3 separate regions of the Hordeum vulgare genome follow, and regions 1 and 2 are each linked to region 3. The links are chromatin contacts, called in public Hi-C maps. All regions are on one chromosome and are shown on one strand. Each heading gives the region's core, a stretch centred on a gene start, on an enhancer-like site or on the middle of the called end of the contact. The rest is flanking DNA. Distances are from core to core; before and after follow the strand shown.

Region 1 (2,700 bases), core at 27-2,526, 360 kb before region 3:
AAATATCCAAGTCACTGCAATGGCACACACACGCCAATACTTTTCTAATTCTTAGGGATACATATTTTTTAACAGCTATGTATGACTTCAGTGGAAGTGTCAAGTCTCAAGTGTGTAAGGACCAGCTGCAAGAGTTTGGCCTTTTGGCACACAGCAGCAACCTACATGTTTCAATGAGGTGACCAAATAGTCTTAGTTGCAAGTCCTAGTCTAGGCAGGTACAACTACTAGACTATCAAACCGTGTAGATCCAATGGCCAACAAGATAAAACTCAGAACAGCAGAAACTATAAACAACAATATAAAGGGCATCAGTCACAGTCACAGAGACGTTTTTTCCAATCCAGAACGGAATGGAACTCCTAGTGTTACCTGAGGAAAGCATGGTATTTCGACTGCATATTCCCGCACAGGTTTTCGATGGCATCCTTCAGCTCCAGCAGCTCGGAGCAGATCTTCCTGATACCCTGTTAAACACAACAGCGTTACTCACCGAGTACAGTCACCACACTGATGAGATGGTTCGGGCAACCACCAGAGTCCCCACCGGCTTCAACAGACAGATGCAGGCAGATCAGCAGTCTCATTCAATTTCGTTGCAGTAAGGCCAAGCTAGCTTACGGTGTACTTGTATTTGTGCTGTGATGGGGCCCCAGTTGAACTGACTGTTCCACAGAACAGCGCATATTGAATAATCAAAGATTCGAAGATCAGATTTTAGTAGTTACCAATCCCCCAAGAGACAAAGGGCTCGGTAACTGAACGCTGCATAGGTAATTTTCTCTAAGCGACTGCCCCCTGCAACACGCCGCCACGGGCATGCCCGCTCTAGATCCAAAATCGCAATCTAGCTTAAAAGCACGAGCAGCCAGGAGCAGAAGCAAGAAGTAGCCAAGAAAAGAACCCCAACAATGCGCGGATGGAGGAGTGTTAGGGGAAGACGGCGGCGACACGGGGAGAAATCTAGGAAGGGAAAGGGGGCGGGGGAGGGGAGGGAGGCCACCTTCTCCGTCTGGGACTGGTAGGCGGCGCGGATGGAGGACTGAGGGGTGATCCACTCGTGGCCGGGGAAGTCGTCCTCCAGCTCCTCCTCGCTGCTGCTCTCCATCGCCGGCCTCCCCATGGCCGCCGAGCCTCCTTGGGCGCTGGCCCGAAATCGAAAGCCTGTTGGAGTTTGCGGGCGTGCGGTGAGCAAGCGGCAGGGGAGACGAGAGAAAGGGAGATAAGAGGGGTGGAGCCGTGGGAGTGGAGCGGAGTGCCGTTATGGGGGGCGGTCAGTCACCCACCGGCAGCGACCGGAGGGCTACCATGGGCGTCACCGGGTTTTCCCCCTTCTCTTTTTGCCCATTCTACGGTGCAGGTGGGAGCCGTCGGCTTGGGCCTCGGCAGGGCCCCCCTGTTTCGTTTTAAGTTTTCCTTCTTTTGGTTATTTTTGTGTTTCCTTTTCTGGTTTTCTTCTTTAAAAATGTTCACAAATTTGACAAGTGGTCCCGGATTTCAAAAATTATTGATGAATTTGAAAAAAAATATCAAGAATATGAAATCATGGTCCGAATTTTAAAAAATGTCCATGGTTTTTTTTTTAAATCCGGACTTCATAAATTGTCCCTGAATTTGCAAAATGTTCACAATGTGGAGAAATGGTCCTGCACTACGAAAAATGTTCTCAATTTCCAAAAGTGTTTGAGAAATGATCTCAAATTTCAAAATTTGTTCATGAATTTCCCGAATTACAAAAAAGTTCATGAATTTGTTAAAAAACCTCCGAATTCCAAAAAATATTTACTTACTTCAAAATTGTTAGCATATTTCAAAAAACAGAAAATAAAAGGGGAAATGAAAAGGCTGACAAAAGAAAACACACAGAGAGAAAATATTTGTAGAACCTTCCAAAATCGTGGGAGAAAGACACACAAAAAAGTGTATATGGGTTGGCCCATATGTTATGTGTGCTCATTTATTGCACATTTTATGCATGTGATTCCTGTGGCGGGGTGCTGCAAAGCGGTGGAGTCCTTGCATATGGTGGAGGCAGGGCAAGGCGTGGCCTCCAATATGGGTGAAACCATGGGGTTGCTGAAGGCAGGTAGTCCACCAAAGGGGTGAATCATGCTTGGTACGATGGTCCTCTCACGAGGGCCTACTCTCAAGATGTCGCACATTTCAAATGGAGTGGTTGGGGCAACAATTCTACGATTGGATGCTCCCGCGATTTTGTCGGTGATGAATGTCCTAGCCGCGGACCGAGCCCAATGATGACGGTCTAGGGTCTACTAAACCTCGGATGGAGTTCATGTCGATATCCCGAGTATTGATGGGTGCTCGCCAAGCAGAGGAGAGCGAGCAAGGGTCATGTAACACTCGTGTAATGGAGGGGCGGGGCTCAGCTCGCCATATTGAGAAATGACGGTGCTAAAATCAACGGATCTCGGGGTAGGGGGGTCCCGAGTCGTTGATCTTGGATATATGGTAACATCACAAAGGGGGTCACGATATTTTACCCAAGTGCGGGCCCTCTCTAAGAGGTAAAACCCTACGTCTTGCTTGTATTGTATTAACTGTGGATGGGGTACAAAGTACAGGAGGATTTACCTCGAGGTTGTATGATTGTGTTCTAGTCTAAAATTCTTGCCTCAACAAACTAAAGCCCACGGCTTATATAGGCACCGAGGGTATCTAGAGTTACAAGTATGTCAGTTA
Region 2 (2,700 bases), core at 151-2,650, 500 kb before region 3:
GGCATGCTCCCTGTTCGTGCATAAGGACGATGAGATGCATATGGATTTTGTATTACTGATGTTGATGAACTGCTCATTTTCCAAACTGTCAAACCAGATAAGCCTGAAAGGAACTAAGAGAAATGACTATTTATTTAGCGGTCTTGTCATCCTTCGTATTGTCAATTTTTCATTTGACTGATCATTGATGTATTAGTATTAGACAAAATGATATGTTTGTTGATCATCTATGATATGTGTTTCCACTGGCTACTTGCTGCTTTCCGAGGGACAGATTTTAGCTTTAGAAGATTTTTCCGAAAACATAGTGGTGCACTTGCTCTGACGGAAATTCAGAGTTGAGTGGTCCAAACTAGATTGATACATGTAGGAATTTGTGACTGAGTTTTATGCTCATAGCTAGATACCTGGTCTCCGTTCTTCACCTATCCTAGAACTTGCATTTGATTTTTTTTGTTGCTATACTATGTTCATTAATCGGTATTCTAGCTGAAAGTTCCAGAGTTCTCAATTATTTCTAAAACCCGGTTCGCAGAGTAGCTGGTCCTTTGTTGGGACATATTTATTGTGTCTTTCCCCCATTTAGTTTTGTATTTTGTCATACATAGTTCAGTTAACTAATTGTCATTATCCCATAGCTAACTTGTGCAACCTATTGCTGCTCCCCCATGGGTCACATGACCATCCTTCATACACCGCTTCACTAGGACTAACGCCGAAGTACAGATGATATGGGGCACCCAAAAAATTCCAAAAGAATTTGCCTCTTGTTTGGACACCCCGAAGCATTGGCTGGCGAGACTATGGTTGGGCAAAGAGAGCTTCAGGAGACCGAGTATGACACCTGACTCGACGGTTGTATATTCTTCAAGCAAATATGGAAGAAGTTCCTCGCGAGACATGACACTAGGTCGGCACTGCTGTACTAATTGCATTTAAGACACTCACCAACAATGAGTTGGAGATTATAGTCGTCCTTTCATGTCCTATATGAAGTTGAAGATCATGTTGGACAAGTTCCGGGATTTCATGATTTAATTAGTCATTTCTTTGCGCTTTTTTTGAACAATGGAGGAGAAGCGCATGTGAACTTCACAGATACGAGAAGAAAAGGGCAAAAGACCGTACAAAGCTCAATTCCTCTTGTATTTATTTTGTTTCCTCTTTGTCTACATACTGATTTTTTAAACTATGCTTTGTGAATCGAATGTATATAGACATGTGTTAGCGTGTTCGTTCACTTATTAATTTCAAACCGTATGTAGTCTACATTATAAAATATTAAAACACATATTATATTTGTGAATAAAGAGAGTATTTTTATAATTGTCATGTACGATACGTGCGTTGCACGTGCATACTTACTAGTCTTTCCTTAATCTTCAATCAAAAGTTGAAAACTCATCTTTGTGTAAAAGCCCGTAGCGTTTTGTACGCGTAGCATTACTCCGTCTACCACCCGTGGTCGAGGCTGCTGGAGCAGTGGCATCACCACACGGATGTTAGTACTGTGCAGAGCTGCTCCTGCAGAGTTGCGCCTGAGCCGAAGCCGTCCCCGTCCATGAGCAGGTAGCTCGTCTGCCTAACCATAAACGTCCCACCAGCATCACCTGGTATCCGAGGGAAGCTCTTGTCCGGTGTCCGAACCCCCGCCCTGTTCGCGTACGGCGTGGCGTCTCGTCCCCCGTCAAAAATCAAAATGATGGTCACACGCTGACACCGGCCCAATCAACCAGCGCCGGTGCCCGCGCTCGCGCCACGCCCGCAATTTCTTTTCCACCGGCCCCGGGAGTGGAGACAAGCGGTCGCCCTGGCGCGGCCCCGCCCTTTGATTCCCTCTGCCTGCGCGCCGCCCGCTACGGGACGCCACCAAGCCCCAGCAAATCGACAACCGCAGGCGGCCGCTCGCCTTTGCTCCCACGCACGTCCAACGCTAGCGGCGGGCGAACACTGTGCCCTGCTTCATCGCAGTTATGAGTTATCCCTGAGTTTATCAGTGAGTTGCCACTGACCGACTCTTTCCCGCTCGGCCTCACCTGAAATTATTGGCCTACGTGATGATCCAGGGCGTCCTGTCGCGCGCGCCCGCCACCGACGCCGCGATGAAGGCCAAGCGGGCGGCGTCGATGCCCGATGACGAGGAGAAGGCGCGCGGGAAGCGGCTGCAGCTGCATGGCTCTGCCTCCGAGCACGAGCAGGGTCTGCTGGCTGTGGCCGCGGTGGAGGAAGGGGAGCGGGTGGTGGAGGCGGCGGAGACGCGCGGGCTGCGGCTGCTGAGGCTGCTACTCAGGTGCGCCGAGGCGGTGGCCATGGACCAGCTGCCAGAGGCTCGGGACATGCTGCAGGAGGTGGCCGAGCTGGCGTCCCCGTTCGGGTCCTCCCCGGAGCGCGTCGCGGCCTACTTCGGCGACGCGCTGTGCGCGCGCGTGCTCAGCTCCTACCTGGGCGCCTACTCGCCGCTCGCGGCCGCGCAGAGCCGCCGCATCTCCTCGGCGTTCCAGGCGTACAACGCGCTCTCCCCGCTCGTCAAGTTCTCGCACTTCACGGCCAACAAGGCCATCCTGCAGGCGCTCGACGGCGAGGACCACGTCCACGTCATCGACCTCGACATCATGCAGGGGCTACAGTGGCCGGGCCTGTTCCACATGCTCGCGTCCCGCCCCCGTAGGCCGCTCTCGCTCCGTGTCACCGGGCTCGGCG
Region 3 (3,038 bases), core at 313-2,812:
AATTCAACATCAAATGGTTGACCCACAACAACAACGCAAGGGGAAATGTGCTAATTTCCGTCGCATTGCAAAATCACCACCATCCGGCACACATTAAACTCAACCAACAAGTGGATCCTCTTTGTGAACTGACATAACAACTACACAAAATAAGCCACAAACATGCGGATCCTGCCGCCCATGAGCACCCCCGCGCCCTCCCTCCTCAACAAATCAACTACGACAAGGATTCGGAATGCGAGCTCACCGACGATCCACCGTCGACCGCCGCAAAGAAGAAGAACAATCGCCGAGAAGAAGAGAACAAGAGAGAAATGAAGGAAGTACAACGTGGTTTCCAAAACTCAAACATGTGCACCCCTGAAATTGAAGACGACGAGTGGAACTAAATGAAATGGAACGACTTGCGACGATTGGTTCCCCGTGGGGTGCTTCGCTGTGGCTCACCAGTCCTACACTAAACGGCTGGACGAAAACGTCCATGCATACCGAATGGCCCACTACCCACGGCGCCTGGACGCGTCACCCACGAACGAAATCAATCGTGAACAATACGAGCCACACGATCTAAAACGGAAGGCATCGAGTGCGCTCGGTTTTATTGCAAAAACGATGTGGTCCGACAGTTAAAAGCTTACCATCACCTGACGAATCGCGGTGGCTGCGTCCGCCACTTTCCCTGCATGACATATGTTCAAATGAGGGCCTGCATACCGTTCTTCGTTGAACGCACTTCTATAACATAGACTGTGTTTCTGAAACATGTACAATATTGCAATTGTTTATGATGAGTCTATGTTTTGCAACAAATCCTTCATTGCGGAAAAATTCTGTAACAAAACCGTAGTTACAAAAACATGCAACAAAACCTCAGTTGTACTTTTTTTACAAAAAAATATGCAACAAGATTCGTGTTATAGAAATAATTTTACAACAAGGCACGTGTTACAATGGTTGGCTCGATAAGGCAAATCTGACGGCTCACGACCCGTCCTATTTCTATTACAAGATATATTTTTGATCGGAATTTTGGTTGCAAGATACTATTACCAATAAATTTGAAGTCCGATTTTTTTTGTTTGTCGTATTCTCGCATGCTATACTGAAAGAAGAGAAAGCGGGGACAACATTGCGTAAATAGATGTCCCATCCCTATTTTAAGGCCTACTAGGTTCGTAATTGCGAGTAGAGTGATTAGGAATCTATGGACACATATTAGCCCTTGCTTAACAACACATAATGCACGCATCTCTAAATCGATGCCACAAAATCCACGGACAAGAGCGTGGTGTGGTGACTGGTAACAGCTTGCTTATATATATATATATATATATATATATATATATATATATAAAGAAACAAAAAAAGGAGCGTGGTAACAGCTGGATCATGATTGGTGCATAACATTTCTGATTCAGACCCTATAACTTTTCCCTTTCAAGCTCTCGCATTTGGTGTCACGCTGGAAAATTTCTCCAATTTCGGAAGTGTCAAACTTTCCACCTCATTATCATCAAGAGCGCAAAATCATCGTCAGCTAGCCATCGGAAGCCTCCTCGATTCGTCTCGGCGAGGCAGTAGCACGAATCCGACCAAAGGTCTGTGTGCGTGTGTGTGTGAGAGCGACCCGTACCGACGGTGGGCGTCTCCGGTCAGCCCGGCCCGGCCCGGTCCGGGCCCGGCTTAGGCCACCTGTATGGCTCTACCCCTGCATCCTCCGTTGGTCTCAACAACGCACCCCTCACACACCGTCGTCCTCGCCAACGCCAGCGCCTCCATTCTCCCACTCCTTCCATTCCACACAGCCACGCTCGCCGCCTCGCAGGAGCTCGCGGCTCGTAGTCGCCTCGTCATCCCGCTGCTCCCCGCCGTAGGACTGTGGGCTGGCGAGGCGTGGCGTGCAGTGGAGATCCATCCCAGCCGTGAGATTGGCCTCTCTTCTTGGTAAGCGCGCCTAACTCCGTCCGATGGATTGTCAGCTGCGTGGCACTGTGCTTACCCGATCCATCCGTCCATACGCCCACGGTTCCATGGATCCTTTCGTTGCTGCCTGCGTGCGTGCAATCCAATCCAAATCTTTTTCCTTTATCTCCTCGTCAGTTGGTAACACGGAGATTTGCTAGCTGCGTGGTGCTGTACTAATCCGATCCACCCACCCGTGGCTGGATTATGTCTTCTGTTTTTCGGCGCGCGAGATCGATCTCAGTTGACCGTCTATGACTTTGAACCCAAATTGCGGGTGCACTTTTTTCTCACTTCCCCCTCTTTTTTTTTTCTGGGATGCTGACCGGTGTGGATCGAGCATATCCTGTAATTGCTGTTAAGTGTTAGTAAAAATGTTGGTGGGCGAGGTGACTTGCAAATTGCAGCCGTTGTTGAAAAAAAAAACTTTTTTGGGTTTGGCTTCGTCGCAGTAATACCGCCTAGATTTGGATTTTAGAGTGAGAAATGTTTGAATGCAGAAGTAGTTTATGCTTTTATACACATTATATTTGCTGGACTTTTAAACCCTTGTCATCCTTGGTGCTCATTTTGGGGGAGTTTTTATCTGTTTCCTAGCAAGTGTGTAATTCAAAACTACATGTTAATAAAGTAACCATTGGTAAATTAGACATTCAGACACCATAAGTTCAAACAACTGCCAGGAGCAATATCAACAGAAGAGTATACAACTTGATATTAACCGAGTACTCTCTATAATGTTGGAGCCTAAATTGTTGTATGGTTTGTCGGAGCCTCAATTGTTGTATGGTTTCTTGGAGCCTCAATTTTTGTGGGCTCAACCCCCAGGATTTTTAGAACCATGCACTGAAATACAAAGCAATGTTCTAATACTACTTTTTGCATGATGTCTTTGACGTAATACCCGTTGGAATGTCCGTGCAATGATCATTGTGACTTCTGTTCCCTAAACTGTGGCTTCTACTCTCTCTGTGTTCCGCACTTCCGTATATGAGTGTTTGAGCTATGCTGTTATCAGCTGTTAAGTTCTGGTCATTGTAGGTGGTCCAGACTCATGCCTAAATTTTGTTTCCTGT

Evidence for each region. A called contact is a pair of places that touch in the nucleus more often than the background predicts.
Region 1: a Hi-C map of seedling shows a contact between it and region 3, with 7 times the contacts expected there. The contact joins the promoter of LOC123425658 here to the promoter of LOC123425653 in region 3. A contact is called at or near these places in 6 of 6 Hi-C or Micro-C datasets (leaf, seedling and an unstated tissue) and 1 of 1 datasets of contacts at active chromatin or transcription factors (embryo).
Region 2: a contact with region 3 is called in a Hi-C map of seedling, with 2.6 times the contacts expected there. The contact joins the promoter of LOC123425660 here to the promoter of LOC123425653 in region 3. A contact is called at or near these places in 3 of 6 Hi-C or Micro-C datasets (leaf and seedling).

The regions. Positions count from the first base shown.
Region 1 is chr2H:158,975,293-158,977,992 of MorexV3_pseudomolecules_assembly, reverse strand. LOC123425658 (exocyst complex component EXO84C) reads right to left here and starts at 1,276. Exons shown (of 7, transcript XM_045109359.1): 1 at 1,004-1,276; 2 at 373-467. The coding sequence starts at 1,123.
Region 2 is chr2H:159,119,709-159,122,408 of MorexV3_pseudomolecules_assembly, reverse strand. LOC123425660 (scarecrow-like protein 23) reads left to right here and starts at 1,400. Exons shown (of 2, transcript XM_045109362.1): 1 at 1,400-1,996; 2 at 2,067-2,700. The coding sequence starts at 2,103. LOC123425661 reads left to right here. Exons shown (of 3, transcript XM_045109364.1): 3 at 708-1,249.
Region 3 is chr2H:158,618,267-158,621,304 of MorexV3_pseudomolecules_assembly, reverse strand. LOC123425653 reads left to right here and starts at 1,562. Exons shown (of 6, transcript XM_045109353.1): 1 at 1,562-1,944.